2 separate regions of the Hordeum vulgare genome follow, and region 2 is linked to region 1. The links are chromatin contacts, called in public Hi-C maps. All regions are on one chromosome and are shown on one strand. The core of a region is the stretch at or near the end of the contact, and the rest is flanking DNA. Distances in the headings are between cores, read along the strand shown.

What was found. Hi-C and Micro-C count contacts between places; a contact is called where the count stands out from the background.
Region 2: a contact with region 1 is called in a Hi-C map of leaf, with 3 times the contacts expected there. The contact joins two enhancer-like sites. A contact is called at or near these places in 4 of 6 Hi-C or Micro-C datasets (leaf and seedling).

What each region holds. Positions count from the first base shown.
Region 1 is chr4H:452,713,362-452,717,426 of MorexV3_pseudomolecules_assembly, reverse strand. No RefSeq gene overlaps it. Among protein-coding and RNA genes, the nearest start is that of LOC123448920, 18 kb to the right of the region's middle. Within about 2 kb of position 2,181, at least 3 of the 3 cell types and tissues checked have open chromatin away from gene starts, as enhancers often do. A contact at or near this core is called in leaf, where this site is marked.
Region 2 is chr4H:452,926,581-452,930,645 of MorexV3_pseudomolecules_assembly, reverse strand. No RefSeq gene overlaps it. Among protein-coding and RNA genes, the nearest start is that of LOC123448922, 100 kb to the left of the region's middle. Within about 2 kb of position 2,340, at least 1 of the 3 cell types and tissues checked has open chromatin away from gene starts, as enhancers often do. A contact at or near this core is called in leaf, where this site is marked.

The DNA of each region.
Region 1 (4,065 bases), core at 932-3,431:
GTTATTCCGTGGATTGAGGGGTTTAAGTACTAGACGAACGGATCTACCCCTTTGACTTTCATTGGACAGGGTTTGACCGAGGGACATTTTCACCTCGCTGTGATAGGCCAACCCATAGGTACACTTCGGATCAAGGTTCGGGCCCAACCCCATCGCAAGATTCCCTCCGTGTCTCCCCGACGTGGTCGTTTCCATCCTCTGTGTGACGACGACGGCGGCGGCCGTGAGGGGGGTCACACTACGGAGCCGCATGTCGGGTGTTTGCACCTGCCACCATACTTCTAGACGTGTCAGAGGGCCCAGCCCAAGACCTGGTAGCATTGCCACCCCCAAGTACCCCGTCCCGTCTAACCCTGACACTGTTCCGACTAAAGCAAAAGCTACTGCTGAGGCCCCCTTTGTTTGGGCTACAGATTCTTGAGAATGAGTTGTGGCTTAGATTCTAAGAATCAATTATGATTTTGGATTTTGAGAATCTGAAGCTCGCTGTTTGTTTACTCTGCTGTAGTAAAACGACAAGTGTTGTGAAATGTCCAAAATGCCTGGAATGTACAAATGGTCAACAAAACTTGCAAAAACTTGTCACATTCGTCAAGCAATTTATAAATCTTCTATTCATTCGTTCATACATACATACACTTTCTGGCGGGGATCATGCGCACATGAACTGTGCGAAAGTTTCCATCAAAGAAGAAAATGGGCATCCATAGATAAACAACAATTGTGGAAAGCGTTGTGGTCTCTTAAGGTTGCACCTAAAGTGCGAGTGTTCCGATGGAGGGTCCTATGTGGTATTCTACCGAACGAATGCACGCTCAAGTTTCGGCATATTCGAGATGCAAGCTTATGTAAGCTCTGTCATGAAGACTTACAACACGCCCTCATTCACTCCTCACACGCTCGAGGTTTTTGGGAGGAAGCACGCCAGCTTCTGGACATCATACTCCCGCGGCTTCATCCATCAACTTGGGCCTCTGATATTTTATGTGACCCAAGATTCTCAACAAGAGAACTATCAACGATCATCTCTGTGATGTGGTCCATTTGGACTTCCCACAATCGGTTGACGCATGATGGAGATAAACTGGACCCGACCATCTCGGTGAGGCTCACTCGAGAGTTGCTAGCCTTGCTTGATATCCCCTTGCAACATGCGACCGTTCTTCCAGGTCATGGTTGACGCCCTACAGAACCAGCTCAGATCAAGATTAACTCCTAGCTTCCTGATCAGCAGCCTTCTAGCTGACTATCCAGCGAACCCCTTCATTTAAGTAAAGCTCATGATTCCATGCAAAAAAAGGAGATGCCGCATAGATATGGTCGGATGCCGTGGATCGATGGTCGATGGTGTGGAACATGCCGCAGATTGATGACGTCGACGGAACAAGCTACGCCGACGGCTAGGCCATCGTCATAGATACGACCCGGATCAGGGAACGACGCGGATCGATGATGTGGCACCCCCGCGGATTGATGATGTGGACAAAAACATCTACAACGTCGGGTCCGTTAGGGCCATGGGCATACGCGTGACGGCGTCGATATGGCATTGAACCGTTGAGGGTCGTGTCCGCATCTATGCCGACGACCACCGTATGCGTAGCCGTAGCTATGCCGACGGTCACCATATGCGTAACCGTAGCTATGCCGACGGCCCAACATACGCCAACAACCATCGTAGGCATAGAGGAAGGTACGCCGACGGTTTATGTACATCGACATTTCTTCGGGGGCGTCATACGTCCATGTATGCCGAGGATAGGCCGTCGGAGTCAACCCTTATTCCGGTAGTGGTGGGTTTCATGCTTTGGAAATAAGCACCTAATTCGTCGACTCTCTCCGAGAAACAATCCAACCGGTCGACATCAATATGAACCCATGTTTGTTACTTTTGCCTTTTTCTCATGCAGCTTACCTGCAGACGGTCGTTTTTTTTTCTTTACTGAATTCCAGTAGGCGGTCAAAACACCGATTCCCACGAGGCAAACGAGACGACATCTTGACGTCGTCAATTCCCATGACGCGCGGTGTGCTACACAATTCCACCAGTTACGTACGTGGACCAACAGACCATGGAGTTGCTCTTTACTTAAAGAACGCATATACACGATTAACCACACCACACCACACCACACCACACCACAGACATACATACACGATTGCCACACACGATCTTGGCAGTCTGTCACCCATCAAGGCATCAAGCACGCATTGCACCTGCATCAAAACGTCGCCGTCAGTCGCAGCCGGTGACGCGCGCGGCGAGATATACAATACATGGCCCTCCACACACCTGACCCACCGACGACGACAACAGAGATATACGGCAGAAGGTTGCCGGTCTCATTTGGCCTGTATTATTTGAGACAAGAAAACCTTCTGACCCTAGACCATAAACTAAAACCCAATCATGGAAAGCCGGACGATTTTACTCGAGTCGAATAATTAGCCACCAACTCAAGATTTCAGAGTCCCCACGAAACTGCCTCGGCCTTTCTCTCTCCTCCGTCCCCCTTCCGGCTACAGGTAAGGCCAACTTCACCGCGCGATCCCATTTTGTCCGCGCGTATCCGTTTGAAGTAAAACGGACAAAACAAACGACCCAGCGCACGGGAGCAAACGGACGTTTGTCCGTTTTTTATCCATCCCCGGCCCAACTTTATACCGATTTTGGGGTGAAACGGGCAGCGCGCGGACGGGCGGGATGCACGCTCGTCCGCCCCTGGCCCGCGAGTCGGTGGCACAAAGTAAAATCCACCCACGTCCCTTTTGGCGCCATTTCCCACCAAACCCTCCCACTTCCCGCTGTCTCCCTCTCTCTCCCCCGTCCATGACCGACGCCCACCCGAATTCCGGCGGTCCGGCCGTCGACCAACCCGAAATGGCCAAGAAGAAGAAGGCCAACGCACCAAGGAAGCCGCGGGCGGAGTGCACGCTGGAGGAGATCGCCAAATTGGGCGCGGAATCGACGAAGAGGAGGAACCGGAGGGCGGCCGTGAAAGATAACGCCGCCGCGCGCGATGCGATGGAGGTCGCGTAGCGCAAGATCGAGGTCGAGGAGAAGGAGGCCATCGTCAACAAAGCGCACGCCCTCCTCATGCTTGGCATTTGTCGTCCGGGCCGGTTTCTCTACAGCGGCCGTCGGCCCCGCGAGCGCAGGCTCGTCGGTCGCCCAGTCTCCGCACTGCCAGTCGCCGACGTCGCGGACTACGGCTGTGTCGCCCGGCTACCCCCCGCCAAGTCACGACGCCCACACCCGTTTCTCGGGGTCACCGGACGTGAGCGTGATCACGCCTTCCACCCCACGCCCCTCGGCCTGCATCGACCTCAACGTCGCACCTGGGTCCAGCAGCGGCGGCTAGGTGTCCGTCGAGATGCAAAGAAAGCAAGCACGACCGCCGTTTGCGGGCACCATGTCATCCCCCGCGTCCTGTTCGATGAAATGGCAACACCAATGACACCGGTCGACGACACCTATGACCAGTTCATGGAGGACGTGATCTACAACGGTGGGCATGTCCCTGCCTACGATCCCGACGAGACCCAAAGTCAGGATGGCCGCGCCCAGTTCGTTGCCGATGAAGAGGCCGACGACCGTGCTGACTACGACCATGGTGACTCATGGCATGGAGACGACGGCATCTATTGCGAAGGTGATGGTGATGAAGATGAAGTCAATGACATTGATATTAGTGGTGAGCCATTGTTCATCGACGAGCTCACCCAAAGAGCGGAAGCACAAAAGAAGAAGAAGAGCATTCGCACGGATTCATACACCCAAGATGAGGACAAGCTGATTTGCAACTCTTGGATGGAGATTAGCCAAGATCCGAGGACGGGCGCGCAACAAAAGGGCCTAGTTTTTTGGACGAGAGTCCACAAAACTTTCCATGAAAGGAAGATGTTTTAGCCCTATCAATTCACAAGCGACCGTGGCATCACCTCGATTCAAAAGAGGTGGTTGTTCATCCAACAAGAATGCAACAAGTATTGTGCCGCATTGGATAGCATTGAAGCACGACCCGTGAGTGGCCTCGGCATTGGGACATGGTATGCTCTCCTCAT
Region 2 (4,065 bases), core at 1,091-3,590, 210 kb before region 1:
TAGTTTAGCCAAGTCTACTTTCAATGTTGGTAGGGGCTTAGTTTGGCCAACCCCATGACTCGACTTGTATCCCACCTTGTGGTCTTTGATGAATAAAATTTGGCTAAACCCTAAAAAAAGGTTAATGTGTAGAATTCTATTATTATTTTTCCCAAAAGGGTAACAATAAGATTATTTTTTATATAATAAAAATAAAATAAAGGATCACGACTCACACTATAGAGCTAATATTTTTTGATTTACTTTTGTGCGGTAAAACACATATATAAGATGATTTTTTTCTTTTCCTCTTGAACCATTTAAATCCTCTAGAATTGCACACAAACAAACCGTGAGCTCTTTCTTATGCCAATAACTATGAATAGCATGCTATAAAAAATTATAGAAAAACTTTCGATCTATTCATCTTCAATCGTGGCAATACAAAGAACATCGGAAATAAGAAAAAATAACTTGAGATCCGTAGTCCACCTAGCAACGACTACAAGTACTAAAGTGAGCCGAAGGCGCGCCAACATTCATCACCTCTCTCTTGCCAGAGCCGGGACGGGGTCTAGCAGGATATCATGAAAAAAAAATCTTTACTATTATGGATGTTTTTACCATTTCTTATAATGTCACATAAGGGTTGCAGTTTCTACATGAACTGATATTAGATCAGATTCAAGTCCTACAGTTGGTATGAGTACTTGCAATTTTTCTGATATATTTTAGGATTCCCTTGTAAAACAAGTTTGTGGTTTCTGCTACACAGAAGAGGGCATAATAAAGTTCACGAAATGCTAAAGTTTTTGGTAAAGTACATACACAACTATCTAGATTACTTCCTTCTTTCCGGTTTATAGAGCTCTTTAAAAAAATAGATTTCCATTAAAGCTCATTTTACGTGCAATTGAATTTAAAAACTTTGAGTCTCACGCCACATTTAATGAAAATGAGAGAATAAGTGCTCATGCATGCATGCTATTCTATGTGCACCATGCTAGTCCCGTGAGAGGGAGGGTGTTGCACTTTTTGCCCCGAAAGTTGCATAAGTGGGAAGTATTTCATTGGACAATTTTGTATCCACAAATCTCATGTCATCCACTCACAGTGTACCTTGGTTAATCAGATTTCAGATTTGAGCCCTATAAACCAAGAAGGAGGGAGTATTTGCTAAGCTAACAAGAAATTTTCTATTTAATTTTCTCGTATTAAACTGGTTTATAGGGTGAGGCGGCCAATTTTTACCAAAACGACGCTGCATGTCAGACACCTCTCAGTTAAATCTGATACATGTGGAACCCCCGAACTAGATGATACCCAATGCATTGCTATTGTAATTGGTTGCAATTTATTTCAGTGAGATTCGATAGTTTGAATTATAAGTATTCAAATTAATGTCATGGGAACATAATTAAAAATACCAAGGACTTATTAGATTTGATTATGTATGGTTGTAACTATTTATTGAATATATAAGTAGAACAATAGAATGAAAATATGTTTCCATGCATGATTGTATGCGATGGTGAGTCTTTTCTCATGCATGGTTGCATCGTGAGGTGAGCCTTATCATCTTCATAATTATATGATGTTATGCTATACTCCCCCGTCACGGTTTAGAAGACACACTTGAAAAATCTCTGGGACCAAGGTAGTCACCGATTGATTGTGAGATGTAGTAGGTGTAGATGCTAATGCGCCTAATCAACTGAAAAAATACTAGTACTAACGCGTGAGCAGCAAATTAAGAGGGCGCATGCATGAGTAGTACTAGTACTAATTAATAAGAGTAATTGCTTTCGCGTCTTAAACCTTGTCTATTTTAGAAACGCACGTAAATTTAACTGTGCCTTCTAAACCGTACGGAGAAACTACTTGCATGTTAAGATAAATAAGTTACTAACGATCACTCTCTTAGTCCGCTACAACAATGACCTGTTGTGGTCATAGATATTGGCAGTATATATTTTTGGGGGCAGTATTAAATTTGGCGGTATATTTTCTTTAAAAAAAATGCCGACAAGTAGGACGATCTATCTTGGGTTTCCATCGCATGGCTGCTAATGCTATTTTTGTTTGCTGAAAAGAAGAGCCATTTGCTGATTAGCCAGAAACAGAGTTTGTACGCGTGCATCGGAACCCATACGAATAGACCTGATCATAGTCGCGGTGAAAGCTGCGGCACAATCCAAGTGATCGATCGAGCACTGCACTATATGCCCAACACGTTGCAGAACCGGATAAAAGGAAGAGATCACGTCACCACCATATGAACAACATGTACCAGCGCGATTAATTTGATCGAAATCAGAAGGGTGGTGCTAAGCCAATGGCCAGCTTTGCACTCGAGAGCATGGACCAGCTGTGATTTACACATCCAATTGGATCGATGTTAGTGTTGTCAAAGCGATTCCTCACCACTCAAATTGCAACGATTATTTCGAATATATGGAGGAAAAAACATTTTTTTTCGTCAGATGGCGACGAGAGAATCGAAGCGATAAAGAAAACAATTATTATATGGGAAAGGGAAACAAAAGCTGGAATTGATAGGAGCAGAACACTGAAACGTCTCTGTTGCCCACGTGCCTGATTTGGGCAAGTAAGAGGAGGTCACAGGACCATCCCGTGCCTTAACATCAATCTTTGTTGGGACTTGATATACGATCGGATCCCTTGTAAACATGTACGGTATGGCCACTTATAGCTATTGGCAAGTCTGGTCACAATGATAAGTATTCCCCTTAGTCTCGCAACTAGGGTTTTAGGTTCCTCCGACGGTGCTGCTTGGGGAGAGTTTTGATGTACTCTCTCTCAACCTTTTCGTTGACAAGGTGCTTGCACCCCGTGCTGGCCGACGGAAGAACGTGGGCGTTGCTGTTTTCTTTCAGGAACCTAAGGGTTTCTGTAAGAAGGAGGTCTCGATGGCGATGCCAGGGGAACCCGATAGACTTGACCATGCTAATGAAAGGGTCAATGATCTGTCAAGTCGCCTGCAATTCTGTGGAAGAGAAGTTCTTTTGGGAGGATGAATTAAAGGACGAAGTGGTGAAAGCGAAGTGGCTAGCAATTGTCAAGGTACATACTAACAAAAGGTTTAGCCCTTCTGCTCTCTGTTCTGATATGGGTTCTGCTTGAAACCCGACGAGTGATGTACACTCGAGAAAGATATATGCATGAGAATCGATGAATATGGGGCCGTGACTGTTTCAGAACTAGGGATTGCTCATGGAGGAGTATGATGGATTTACGAACTCAAGAACAATTGTTCTTGATTACTTTGTGGGCTTCTTGGGTTACCCGATAATTTTTTGATCCCAAATGCTATCAAAGGGATGTGCCGTAAGACAGGTAAAGTCTTCGAAGTCCAGACCACATTACCAACGGGATTTTCTAGTGACTATGTTGAACCAAGATTCATTTAATTATCTTCAATAAAGGGGTTGTATGCATCGTGCTGATGCAGAGATCGGAGGTTATCCTTCTTTTCTAAAATGAAAATAGAAAAATGAATGTAAACAAATGCTGGCCAGGTATGTGTTGATCACGAAAATGATGAAACTGAGTATTACCAAGTTTAATACGAGAAGCTGCCAATTTCCTGTGGCCATTGTGGACTGATGGGGTACTGGTATCAAGAATGTGGTACATGTGAACACCATATCCTAAGCTTAGGCCCTGTTTGGAACCCCAATAGATTATGATAATCTGAATTATGAAGATAGATTATATAATCTGGTTTATGAAAATAATCTAGGTGGACATGTTTGGAGGCGAGATTATATAAACTGTGATTCAGGTTTTACATTGCATAATGACCTGTCTGCCCTCAGTTTTTTTTAAAAAAGAAGGGTGGCGGTGGTAGGAATGTAATTATCTCCAACTTTACAAGGATAATGGGTCATTAGCAATCCATAATCTGATTTTAGCTGGTGTAGAGTAGACTATGAGTTTTTAATAATCTGTTCATCTAGTTTTTATAATCTACATCATAATCTGTCCTGTTTGAAGACATAATAGATCATAAAAACTAGATTATATAATCTGGGTGGTTCCAAACAGGGCCTTAATAAAAACAAA